Regions from separate parts of the Mus musculus genome. Here all the other regions are linked to region 1. The links are chromatin contacts, called in public Hi-C and HiChIP or PLAC-seq maps. All regions are on one chromosome and are shown on one strand. Each heading gives the region's core, a stretch centred on a gene start, on an enhancer-like site or on the middle of the called end of the contact. The rest is flanking DNA. Distances are from core to core; before and after follow the strand shown.

Region 1 (2,931 bases), core at 119-2,618:
AAACTCTCAGCGCGGTTGCCTTTACACTCTGAGCTTTGTTTTTTGAAAGACTTCTCCCCTGCCTTCTAGAGTGTGTGGCCACTGCTGACCCCATTGCAAACCTTCCCTCCTCTGCTCCACGCTGCTAAGATTTACACCTTGCCTGCCCTGTTGTTCTCCCAGATGCTAATAAAGTAATGAAACAGTCCTGAACTTCCTTCAGAGTCTGTCTCTATGGCTCATTTAACAGTGAGACTTAGAACTCACAGACTGAAACCCTAGCCCTTCCCCGCCCCCCCATAACAATTCCAGAAGCCGCCACCACCAACAGCAACAACATCAAAAAAAGGAAATAAACCGGGTGGTGGTGGCGGCCCATGCCTTTAATCCCAGCACTTGGGAGGCAGAGGCAGGTGGATTTCTGAGTTCGAGGCCAGCCTGGTCTACAAAGTGAGTTCCAGGACAGCCAGGGCTATACAGAGAAACCCTGTCTCAAAAAAACCAAAAAAAAAAAAAAAAAAAAAAAATCAATAAGGCTGGAGAGATGGCTCAGTGGTTAAGAGCACTGGCTTCTCTTCCAAGAGGTCCTGAGTTCAATTCCCAGCAACCATATGGGGTTTACAACCATCTCTAATGGAATTCCATGTCTTGATCTGATATGTCTGAAGAGAGCAACATTGTACTCATATACATAAAATAAATTAAAAAAAAAAAAAAAAAAAGGAAGCCGGGCATGGTGGCGCACGCCTTTAATCCCAGCACTCGGGAGGCAGAGGCAGGTGATTTTCTGAGTTCGAGGCCAGCCTGGTCTACAAAGTGAGCTCCAGGACATCCAGAGCTATACCGAGAAACCCTGTCTCGAAAAACCAAAAAAAAAAAAAAAAAAAAAAAAGGAAAAACATCTGGAGGGTATACCCCATCCTAGGTTCTTGACTTAGGATCTGAGGATGAACTTCAGGGAGTGGGGTGTGGGGGTTGGGAGGGGGGGTAACAGCTCAGTGAACAGTATATACCAGGCCCTGGCTTTCACACCCAGCAACCTCTCAAAACCAAACCAGTGAGATGGAAACAAACATTAGCCCCACCCCCTGCTCACTCCCTGCGGATCAAAACCCACAATTTCGATCATATCTTTAATTTGAAACCAAAGAACCAAAGGAACAGGGTTCTCTGATGAGATACTCAGGAAACAGACAACATGACCACTGGGGAAGTTAGGTATTTTCTGTGATACTTGGGACTGACGCCTGGGCCTCCAAAGTCCTGAGTATTTAGTCCTACCAGGAGCCTTTACTTCTTTGAAACAAACCTCTCCATTGACCTCGTCAGTGTATAGGGAGGGAGAGGGCCTGACTTCCTCCTTTGGGTGAGTCAGCACGCAAAAGAGTTCCTACCATTCACCACGCCCAGTGAACAAGCACTCAGGAAATAGGTCCTTGCCCCAGGTGGCCTGCCCAAGTCAGTCCCTTTGATCACATAGTCACTTACATAATGGCAGCCCCCCCCCCCATTTGCATTTGATGGGAACAATTTTTTTAATGGCAAACAACTTGTGAATTGGTGACATGGTGTTCATGTGGAGATCAAAGGGCCCACGGGACAGAAGACAGGTCATCGGGCCTGGAGGCAAGCCTGGGTCTCTCTGTCCAGTCCACAACGGGTGTCCCAGGGGTGGGACTCAAGTCCTTAGGCTTGACAGCTAACATCTTAACCTGCTGAGACAGCTCATTAGTTGTGGACTCTCTTTAATAATGCCCAACTTGCACTTGCAAGGCAGAGGCAGGTGGATTTCTGAGTTCGAGGCCAGCCTGGTCTATACAGTGAGTTCCAGGACAGCCAGGGCTACACAGAGAAACCCTGTCTTGGGGAAAAAAAACAAAAAACAAAACCAAACAAAAAAAACAAAACCAAACAAAAAAACAACAAAAAAAAAGATTTTAAGAAAGTTTGCCAAAGCTGGGTGTAATCCTAGGCCCAAGCTGGTGGAGACAGGTGAGTCAGGTGGAGACAGGTGGATTTCTGGGAACTTTGGGCCAGCCAGTCTAACTTAACAGGTGAGCTGAATTTTCAGTGAGAGACCCTGCCTCAAAATACAGGCTGGAAGAAGACACTCAAACACTGCCCTCTGGCCTCCACTGGCACATGCAGGAGCACCTACAACCCACACAGAAAATACACACACACACACACACACACACACACACACACACAAACAGGCACACACAAGAAAGAAGGAAAATATCATAGGAAACCCTATTATTTTGTATGCTAACAACGATAACAACAAATTCTAAGAAAAAGTATTGAAGGCCATCCTTGGGTAGGAAACATTTTCTCAAAATGAGAGAGAGAACATAAGAAAAGTCAATGAAGCTAAATTCTGAAAATATGTAAATGTATATATGCATGATATATCATGTGTGAGTATTTGCTTTAGTTTTTAGAATTCACATTCATGTTGAAATGGAATGGCAAAATTTTCATTTTCCAGAACGGGGATAAAATACATTTATGGCAAGGTGGGGGGAGACAACACGCTTAGCACATACAGCCTTTAGACGGCATCCCACCTTTCCTGTGTCCTCTCGAGTCATGAGAGGAGATCCCTGTAGGGGCTGATTTCCAACGTGAGTCCTGGTCATGTGCCAAGTCGCAGCCACACTTGAAAAGACAAGCACTTCCTTGAGAGGTTTTTTTTTTGGGGGGGGGGGTTGGTTGTTTTGTTTTGTTTTGTTTTGAGACAGGGTTTCTCTGTGTAGCCCTGGCTGCCCTGGAACTCACTTTATAGACCAGGCTGGCCTCGAACTCAGAAATCCGCCTGCCTCTGCCTCCCAAGTGCTGGGATTAAAGGCGTGTGCCACCTCGCCTGGCTCCTTGAGAGTTTAAAGGCCTGCAGGCCTGTCACCGTGGCAATTGTAGGGTAACAGGGATAAAGAGGCAGAGACAGCGGGC
Region 2 (2,931 bases), core at 247-2,746, 500 kb before region 1:
GTATATCACCTTTGGATCAGATGTTACACCAGGAACTTTGTATTCATAGTCTTTAATCCCTACAGCTCTAGAGAGTATTATTTTTCTCTTTAGTTCTTTCCCCTCTGAACATATTAAATCTTAAAAAAAAATACATTATTGTTCATTTGGGGGATTGAACGAAGAGCCTTCTTCATGCTAAGCACACACCAGCCAAAGGAAAGCATTGCTACCTCCATGAGGCTCTGAGTGGCTAATGGTTTGAATAAGGTGACACGGATGACAGGTAACAGAACCAATGTGTAAACACACAGCTGTCCCTGTGCCCAAATGTGCTCAAATAGGTTGTGTTGCCTCTCTCCTGCCACATAGTATGGAGCAAAAGCCTTGCTTATTCCTCCCAAGTTGCTCTGTGGAGCCAGAGGACCAGCTTACTAAGGATGGCTGAGTTTGATGAGTGGATGCCTGTGAAGAGGTTGTGCTTGGGACACTCAACACTAAGGAGGGAGCACAGACATCAGCACAGACCCACAGAGGGGCTCCCAGTGGCAATGGAAACCCATCCTAGATCAGAACTGTTCTTTGAGAAGGAGGGAGGGAAGGAGAAAGGGGAGAAAGAGAGAGAGAGAGAGAGAGAGAGAGAGAGAGAGAGAGAGGGAGAGAGAGAGAGAGAAAGGAAAAGAAATACTACCCTTAATCAACTCAGACCCTAGTTCCCTCATCTGTAAGATGTAGAAAATATGGTTAAGTAAAAGAATGAGGGGCTGGTGAGATGGCTCAGCAGGTAAGAGCACCCGACTGCTCTTCCGAAGGTCCAGAGTTCAAATCCCAGCAACCACATGGTGGCTCACAACCATCCGTAACAAGACCTGACTCCCTCTTCTGGTGTGTCTGAAGATAGCTACAGTGTACTTATATATAATAATAAATAAATCTTTAAAAAAAAAAAAAAAAGAATGAGGAGCAGCCAGTGCCACACCAAACATAAATTAAGATAGTGTGGGACATGTTTTGTTTGTTTGGTACAGGATCTAACTATGCAGCCCAGGCTGGCCTGAAGCTTACAGTCTTCCCTCTTTGGCCTCCTGACTGATAGCAAATTAGAATTTTCAACTTCATAGGATTTTTGTCTTATCAAAGTGTGTACTTTTATTTACTTAATCTATATCTTTCTCATTATTGTTGTTGTTGTTGTTGTTTTGGTTTTTTGTTTGTTTTTCATTTTTGTTTTGTCTTTGTTTTTTTGAGACAGGGTTTCTCTGTATAGCCCTGGCTGTTCTGGAACTCACTCTGTAGACCAGGCTGGCCTAGAACTCAGAAATCCGCCTGCCTCTGCCACCACTTGTGCCACCACGCCCAGATTGAAAGCAGGGTTTCTTTGTGTAGCATTGGTTGTCCAGGAACTCACTCAGTAGATCAGCCTGGCCTTGAACTCACAGAGATCAGGAGTGCTAGGATGAAAGGGGTGGGCTACCACCACTGCCCAGCTCATCTACATATTTCTGATTTACAAAAGAGAGTTTCACAGAGGATTTCTACACTTTTCCTTTTGGTCTTTCTCACTGATCCTCTTGCTCCTTCCTTGTCCCTTCTTTTGCCTCAACCCATGTTCCTCCTTCCATTTTGTTCAATGTCCTCCCTTCTCCTCCCTTAAAGTCTCTGTCTGTCTGTCTGTCTGTGTATCTGTCTGTCTTTGTCTGTCTGTGTGTCTCTCTGCTTCTCTCTGTTCCTCTGTTTCTCTCTCTGTCTCTCTCTGTCTCTCTCTGTCTCTCTCTGTCTCTCTGTCTCTGTCTCTCTCTGTCTCTCTGTCTCTCTGTCTCTCTCTCATTTTGTTACTGTGAAACTTAGGGTCCCCAGTCTCAATAATGAAACAACTTAGAAGTGGATTCAAGGACAATGTTGTTAGAATTTAAGGGGAAACAAGTCAGCTGCCTCCAGGAGAAGAGATGGAGAAAAGTCACACCTTCTAAGTTAGGCCGGAAGAGAAATAGAATTTTTTTTAACTTAAACACTTTTCACACAGTAGATTAGGATCATGTTTTCCCCTTGCCCAGATCCTCCCAGATCCCAGCCCCCACCTCTTTCCCAGCCCACCCTTATGTTTTTTTGATTCTCTCTATCTTTAAAAAAAACAACAACAACAAATAAGCCAGGCAGTGGTGGCACACGCCTTTAATCCCAGCACTCGGGAGGCAGAGGCAGGTGGATTTCTGAGTTCGAGGCCAGCCTGATCTACAGAGTCAGTTCCAGGATAGCCAGGGCTATACAGAGAAACCCTGTCTCGAAAAATCAAAAAACAAACAAACAAACAAACAAATAAGAACAACAAAAGCACGTGCAAAAAGTATGTTCCTAAAAAACCTGGGGAGGGGTGGGGGGCTCAAATAAATAAAAAAGACAAAAAGTTTACAAAAATACCATTGGGTTCATTTTGTGTTTGTCAACTACTCCTGGCACCAGGAATATGGTTAATATTCCCAATGAGACTCCATTTAAAAAGGGGGAGGGCTGGAGCGATGGCTCAGCAATTAAGAGCACTGACTGCTCTTCCAGAGGTCCTGAGTTTAAATCCCAGAAACCACATGATGACTCACAACCATCTGTAATGGGGTCTGATGCCTTCTTCTGGTGTGTCTGAAGACAGCTACAGTGTGCATTAAATACATTAAATAAATGCTCTGAACCACAAAGCCATCTCTCCAGCCCATAAATAGTTCTTTAAAAAATAAAATAAAATTTAAAAAGCTGATTTTTCCATAACCAGCAGTTATCAGCTGCAGATAGCTTCTTGCTTAGGAGTAGGCGCCCCAGTCCACTTCCTCCTCTCAGTGCTGGGACCCTGTCCGGCCTGAACCTGAATAAGCCTCTTGGCTGCTACCACAGTCTATGTGAGTGCATCCATCCTGTTGTACTGGAAGACATTGTTTCTTTGCAATCACCCAGTCACCTCTG
Region 3 (2,931 bases), core at 285-2,784, 340 kb before region 1:
AAGTATTAAAAAAAAAAAAAAAACCCTGAAGCACAAGTCAGAAAACATTACTTCTAGTTTTGAAACTTGTGATTTTACTTCTAAGTGATGTCTTTTCATACTGGCCTTGAACTTACATCTCACATCGATATTTCTCTCTCTGCTTCCTGAATGCTGAGATTAAAGGTGTGCACCCCATACCCAACTGGGTCTTATTTATTTATTGAGCATCTATTGACCCTATTTTCTGTAACGTGTTGAGCTGTGGAGAAAGCTATGATGGTATTTTAATTGTCACTTGAGTCAAGATTTTTTAAAATTTACATTTAATCCCTCCCTCCCCACCCCCATCTGTGTGTGTGTGTGTGTGTGTGTGTGTGTGTGTGTGTGTGTGGAGAGGCAGGAAGTTAAATGTATAAATGCTGGAGCACTCATAAGATAGCTTGCAGGGGTTGGCTCTCTTCCTACACTGCAAAGGTCCCAGGAATTGAACTCTGGTCACCTTGGTGACAAATATCTTTCACTGCGCCTTCTCACCAAGCTTGGAATTGAGAATTGAGACTTTAGTAGACGAAGGGATAGGAAAGCAGGCTCCTATCATAGGCGGGGGCGATTCAGTTAGCAAAGCTGTGACGGCGTATTTATAACTCTAGCACTTGTTGTCTACACACCGAGTGCAGGGTCATCCAGGCCCTAGAACAAAACTGTGGCCAAAGAGAAAGAGCCAAGTGTGATGGCACATACCTGGGACCCTAGCATTCAGGATGAGGCAGGAGTATTGTCACAGGTAGAGGCTGGCCTCAGTTAAACAGTGAGACTCTGTCTGAGAGTCTGAGAGGAAGGAGGGGAACAGAGGGGGAGGAAGAGTAGAATGGGAAGGGAAAAGAATGAAAGGAAAGAAGTAGAAAATTGACGAATGGTAAACGGTGTGTGCTTTGTGGAAGTTAAATTGGCCAGGTTACTAGGGTTTTAATGTATTGAGCTGGGGACAGGGAAGTAGGACCATAAAAGTTTCCAACTCTTCTGTGTACTGCTGGCTGTGCTGGAACTTGCTATGTAGACAAGCTAGCCGTGAACTCATAGACAAGTGAGACAGTGAGGATCTGATTAGAAATGCTGCGGAGGGGTTAAAGATTTAGTACGCTAAATTTGGATGTGCTGATTTTGAGACAGTTTATCATCTGACTCCTTTGTGAGACAGGTCTTATTGTGTATTCCAAGCTGGTCTTGAACTTGCAAGAGGAGTCCACCTGCTTTAGCTTCTTAAGTACTGGGATTAAAGGCACATGCCACCATGCCATCTCAGAACCTCTCCCCCCCTCCCCCCCGTTACATTTTTTTTTTTAACCTATGAAGCTGTTTAATGAGGTTAACAATTTAGAAGACCAGTTTGTGAGGATACATCCCGTTTGTCAGGGAAAACTGAGAGCGCAGGTAGCCCTGGAGCTGAGGAACAGCTTTAATCTTTGGCAAAATCTGCAAATCCACAGCTTTCTGGTCAGCCTTTCGCTGCTCTGTAATCTCGTATTTGTCCTTCTCCGTGTCGAAGATCTCGCCCTCCTGATGCCTGGGCTTGCGCAGCTGCTTCTTGAAGTAAGCATCAGTCAGGTGTTTGGGGATTTTAACATCGCTGATACCAACTTTTGTAGAGGTGGCAATGACAAACTTCTGGTGTGTTCTGCGCAGAGGAACTCTGTTGATGACAAGAGGCCCAGTCACAAGCAGCAAGCCACTGTCCAGCTGCTTCAGGAAAACCACTCTCTTGCCCCTGTGGCGCCCAGCGAGGATGATCAGGAGAGTCCGGGGAGTGATGCTGGAGCGGAGCCTTCTCACGTGCTGGCTGAAGGGCTTCTTGCCATGGCTCAGCAGCTTCCGAGGCACGTCTTCGGTGGGATAATACCTAGGCATTTTTCGAAGCTTCACCACCCGGGTGCCACCGTTCTTGTCCCCACCAACTGTTTTGGTGACAGTAGCAAGGACCTTCTCTTTTTTCTTCTTCTTCTCAACCTTGGTCTTGGCAGCCGAGTATTTCCTTTTGTACAGGGCCTTCCTGGAGTACATAGCAGAACGGGAGTACCTGCCAATTCCTCTCACCAGGACAGGGTTTCGGCTACAATGGGGCTTCGCCTTCTTGGGCTTTTTACCCTTAGGGTGAACCTTTTTGGCTACTTTGGCGGCCCGGGGCCGGGAGGCAGCAGCATCACTGCCAGCCTTCTTGGCCGCAGGTTTCTTCTCCTTTGTATCAGGCGCTTTTTCACCCGCCATCTTGCAAGACGGGAAAGAGAACTAAGGCAGCGGCTTCCGGTCTATAAGCAATGACACACCCCCCCCCCCCCCCCCCGTGACATTTTTATTGCCAGTTACTTCTGAAGATATTTTCAAAAAAAAAAAAAAAGGCATTTGCGGTCTGCCTAAACAGTATCTCACTTTTAAGAATTATTAATACTTTATCTTCTTATGCCACCATCCTCTCTGTTATCAATATTATGTCTCAGCCTGGGCTATATCTGAGACCCTGTTTCAAAAAAAAAAAAAAAACACACCCAAAAAAATTAAACTTAAGCAAAAACTGCATCTCGTTTTAATTGTAAGCAATTTACCTAAGGTGGAAAAAATACTTTTGGTGTTAATATAAAAGGTAAAAAGCTATATAGAATTTTTTAAATTTTGTTTTTTAATCCCACCCCTCTGTGTGTGTGTGTGTGTGTGTGTGTGTGTATGTGTATGTGTGATATGACAACCTGGGAGAGTCAGTTCTCACCCTCCACAGTGTGGGCCCTAAGGATGGACTCAGGTTATCAGGCAGTCAGTGTCTGTATCTTTGACAACATCTTACTTACTGGCTCTAGAATCTTTTTCAAAGTCCTATTCACAGATTTTTTTTTTCAGGGAGTTTTTGCTCAAGGACTACAAACACATTGAACCTATTGTTTTCTGTAATGAGGTGTTCTG
Region 4 (2,931 bases), core at 186-2,685, 350 kb after region 1:
CCAAGGGCAAAGTTGCATCCAAGAGCCAATGAGAGTAGGAAAGAAAGATGGAGCCTCAGCCGTTCCTCCGTGGCACTAAGGGTATGGGAGAATGATTAGGGTACCTCCCTGTATGGTTTCCCCCATGGGATATGTACCCTCAAAGTTGCAGGAAGCTATGACAACCAAGAAATGTCACCCTTGGGGATAGGGGGTGTGTGGTTTGGTACTTTGATGTTTCTGTCTTTAATGTGAAGGAAAACCAAGCCCTAGGAAGGAGATAGGACTGAGGTCCTTAAAATGGAGTTATTTATATTTATATTTAGAAATCTTTCTCTTCTTGCTCTATTTTTAAAAGAGGTCAACATGATCTTGAGGATTTGTGGACTTGGAGGGGAGGGGAGAGTGGACTGACTCTGTGGTAGGAGGAGGCTGACTCTGGGGAGTGAGTGATCTGCAGGGGGGGAGCCTGAGGGTGTGTGGAAGGACAGAGGCACACACAAACACTCAATAAGAATTCTAGGCCTGGTAGGCGCTTAATAAATGTCTTTTACAGACTAGAAGTTTATTGCTGTTAGAGACCCAAGCCTCTGAAAGGAACAGTGAGAAACAAGTCCTAAAATCATAGGCTAAACTGCAGAAGAGATCGCTGCGTGGAAGCACGGGTGACCAGACCTACCGGCTGTCCTCCCAGAGACCACCAGGTGGCGTCGCAGCACCAGCAGAGAACGATCCCTGTCAGCTAGCTGGTCACACCAAGCTTCATACTCCTTTTACTCCAGGAGACCCTGCTTCCCTATCCTGGAGGAAAGGAGTGAGACGGCAACCTTAGAAGCCTGGACGCTCACTCGGTTCCTGTACATCCAGCTGTCCTTTTGGACAATGGGAAGGATGAAGGGAAGGAGGGCTCAACCGCAAGTCTGAATCATCAGGCCTTTGACAGTCCGCGCACGTTTATTTCATTGATCTTTGAAAATGGGATAGGGGGAGTCTGGAGAAGGCGGGGTGAGCCAAGGGTGAATTGGCCCTGGGGGAGCTGGTCCCTGTTCCTGGCCTTAGTCCTAGGGGCGCGGTCTCCGCATAGGGGTCAGACCACCGCTCGGGGGCTGCGAGGGAAAAGGCCCTCTTCGAAGCCCGCGGCCTCTTCCCGGGTGCTCTGGCACCCCTTTCAGACCCTGGGACGAGGGCAAGCCAGTCTAGGCGACCCCTGTCCGGAGAGGCTGTGAATTACTGCCCCGCCCTCGGGGATGGATCCACAGACCTGCGGCTCACACCGGCCGTTCCACGGCGTACTGGCAGGGGCTAAGGTTAGCGGCCGGCGGCGGCCCGGGCACGGCGGGATAGCTGAAAGAGGCGTGCTGCTTGGCTTTGAGCCGCAGGCTAGCCAGGCTCGAGTTACACGGGTCCCGGTATACATAGGGGGAGGAGGCGGCTGCAGCGGCGGCTGCGGCGGCCGAGGCGTAAGGGCAGGACACTGCCCCGGAGGACACGGCGGCTGGAGCCAGCCCGGGGGGTGCCCCGCCCAGGCCCTGCAAGGCTCCGGGACCTGGTACGGTGCCCGGGGCAGCGGCGGCCGAGGGCACCATAGAAGCGGCGATGGAGCTGGGCGGTGAGAATACAGGCTGTGAAGCCAGAGGCCCCACGTTGACCGAGTTGAAGGCGAACGGGAAGGTCTTGGCGGCGAGCGGCGGGGCGAGAGCCTTGGGCGGCCAGTTGCCGTACGAGTAGCCCGGGTACACCTCCTCGTAGGGTGGCACCAGGCCCCCGAGCGGGGCTGCGAAGCCACCTTTGCACAGCTCCGCCTGCTGGCTGCGCTCCCGCTTCCGCCACTTGGCGCGCCGGTTCTTGAACCACACCTGCGGGTATCCGAGAAAGGCTGTCAGGAGGTGGAGTGGCTGGGGACTGGGCCACCCACAGTAGGATCGAGCCCGGGCGGGGAAGATCAGAGGTGCATGGTGGATGCAGGCTGGAAGGGAGGAGCGCACCGAGCCTGGGGGCCAGAGAAGTGAAGCCAGGGGCCGCAGGGTTTGGGGGAACAGCTCGGGATCAAAGAGAGATGAGGGGAAGGTAGAGCCTTGGTCCCAGCCGAGGAATCGAGTGATGGGGGTGGCAGGCAAGGCAGCAGGAGGGTGGGGAACTGGGCCCGACGTGGCACCGGCCCCGCAGAGTCACCAGCTACTTGGGATGGGGGGTGGGGGGCACGAGAGCGAGGTGCGCGCAGGTGGGGCCATACCCGCACGCGGGCCTCAGTGAGGTTGGTCCACACCGCGATCTCTTCGCGGGTGCTCATGTCAGGGTAGCGATTCCTCTGGAAGGTGGCCTCCAGCTCCTGCAGCTGCTGGCTGGTGAAGTGCGTGCGCTGCCGCCGCTGCTTCTTCTTCAGAGAGCCGTCCTCGGGGGAGCCCCCCGGCAGTGAGGCCGAGGCCTTCTCCGAGTCTGAGGGCCAGAATGTGGCAGGTCATAGGGCGCTAGGGCCTGTGCGGAGTCTCTGGTTCAGGGGCCTCAAGGAATTCCTCAGCCCCTGGCTGGCTCCCGCTCAGGTTATCACTCTCGCTCCCACCCCGCATCAAGGCTAAACTGTTTTCTCCTCCACCCCCAGAAGGGGGCGCGCTCACCACTGTGCTCCTGCCCCTTGCAGCCATGTTCTGGAAGCGGAGGGTGTGGAGTGCCTGCGTCCGATAACGACAGCGCAGGGCTTCGCGCCTCTGCCTCACCAAGCAGCCCAAACTCCATGGAGGGAGGTCTCTAGTAGAGGAAAGAGAAGACATATGTCAGGTTAATAGAAGTAAAGATCAGGGGCTTAGGGATACCCTGATGTGGTGCGTGCCTGTGACCCTAGTACTCAAGAGGCAGAAACAGGAAGATCTTCACTCTACAGTGTGTACCTGGTCAACCAAGAACACACGGTGAGACACACAGTCTTAAACAAACAAACAAACAAACAAACAACAA

The links. A called contact is a pair of places that touch in the nucleus more often than the background predicts. HiChIP or PLAC-seq counts read pairs in DNA pulled down with a chosen protein or histone mark.
Region 2: a contact with region 1 is called in an H3K27ac HiChIP or PLAC-seq map of embryonic stem cells, with 3 times the contacts expected there. The contact joins two enhancer-like sites. A contact is called at or near these places in 3 of 39 promoter capture datasets (the C10 cell line, liver and pre-B cells) and 1 of 115 datasets of contacts at active chromatin or transcription factors (embryonic stem cells).
Region 3: a contact with region 1 is called in a Hi-C map of the G1E-ER4 cell line, with 4 times the contacts expected there. The contact joins two enhancer-like sites. A contact is called at or near these places in 1 of 39 promoter capture datasets (pre-B cells), 1 of 484 Hi-C or Micro-C datasets (the G1E-ER4 cell line) and 1 of 115 datasets of contacts at active chromatin or transcription factors (embryonic hindbrain).
Region 4: a contact with region 1 is called in an HNF4G HiChIP or PLAC-seq map of pancreatic cancer cells. The contact joins two enhancer-like sites. A contact is called at or near these places in 4 of 484 Hi-C or Micro-C datasets (the C10 cell line, Th1 cells and embryonic stem cells), 2 of 115 datasets of contacts at active chromatin or transcription factors (pancreatic cancer cells and thymic regulatory T cells) and 1 of 9 other capture datasets (pancreatic islet).

Annotation. Positions count from the first base shown.
Region 1 is chr19:45,789,418-45,792,348 of GRCm38.p6, forward strand. Kcnip2 (Kv channel-interacting protein 2) reads right to left here. Exons shown (of 10, transcript NM_145703.2): 10 at 2,929-2,931. Among named protein-coding and RNA genes, the nearest start is that of Oga, 7.3 kb to the left of the region's middle. Within about 2 kb of position 1,369, at least 185 of the 459 cell types and tissues checked have an H3K27ac peak or open chromatin away from gene starts, as enhancers often do. A contact at or near this core is called in the G1E-ER4 cell line, Th1 cells, embryonic stem cells and 1 more, where this site is marked.
Region 2 is chr19:45,287,490-45,290,420 of GRCm38.p6, forward strand. No RefSeq gene overlaps it. Among named protein-coding and RNA genes, the nearest start is that of Gm29595, 14 kb to the right of the region's middle. Within about 2 kb of position 1,497, at least 5 of the 459 cell types and tissues checked have an H3K27ac peak or open chromatin away from gene starts, as enhancers often do. A contact at or near this core is called in embryonic stem cells, where this site is marked.
Region 3 is chr19:45,448,952-45,451,882 of GRCm38.p6, forward strand. The region is part of intron 2 of Btrc (beta-transducin repeat containing protein); the gene reads left to right. It also overlaps the pseudogene Gm6807. Among named protein-coding and RNA genes, the nearest start is that of Btrc, 87 kb to the left of the region's middle. Within about 2 kb of position 1,535, at least 4 of the 459 cell types and tissues checked have an H3K27ac peak or open chromatin away from gene starts, as enhancers often do. A contact at or near this core is called in the G1E-ER4 cell line, where this site is marked.
Region 4 is chr19:46,134,771-46,137,701 of GRCm38.p6, forward strand. It overlaps Elovl3 (elongation of very long chain fatty acids (FEN1/Elo2, SUR4/Elo3, yeast)-like 3), which reads left to right. Exons shown (of 4, transcript NM_007703.2): 4 at 1-924. The coding sequence ends at 32. Pitx3 (paired-like homeodomain transcription factor 3) reads right to left here. Exons shown (of 4, transcript NM_008852.4): 2 at 2,595-2,724; 3 at 2,213-2,415; 4 at 915-1,835. The coding sequence starts at 2,712. The coding sequence ends at 1,248. Among named protein-coding and RNA genes, the nearest start is that of Elovl3, 4.3 kb to the left of the region's middle. Within about 2 kb of position 1,436, at least 119 of the 459 cell types and tissues checked have an H3K27ac peak or open chromatin away from gene starts, as enhancers often do. A contact at or near this core is called in Th1 cells and pancreatic cancer cells, where this site is marked.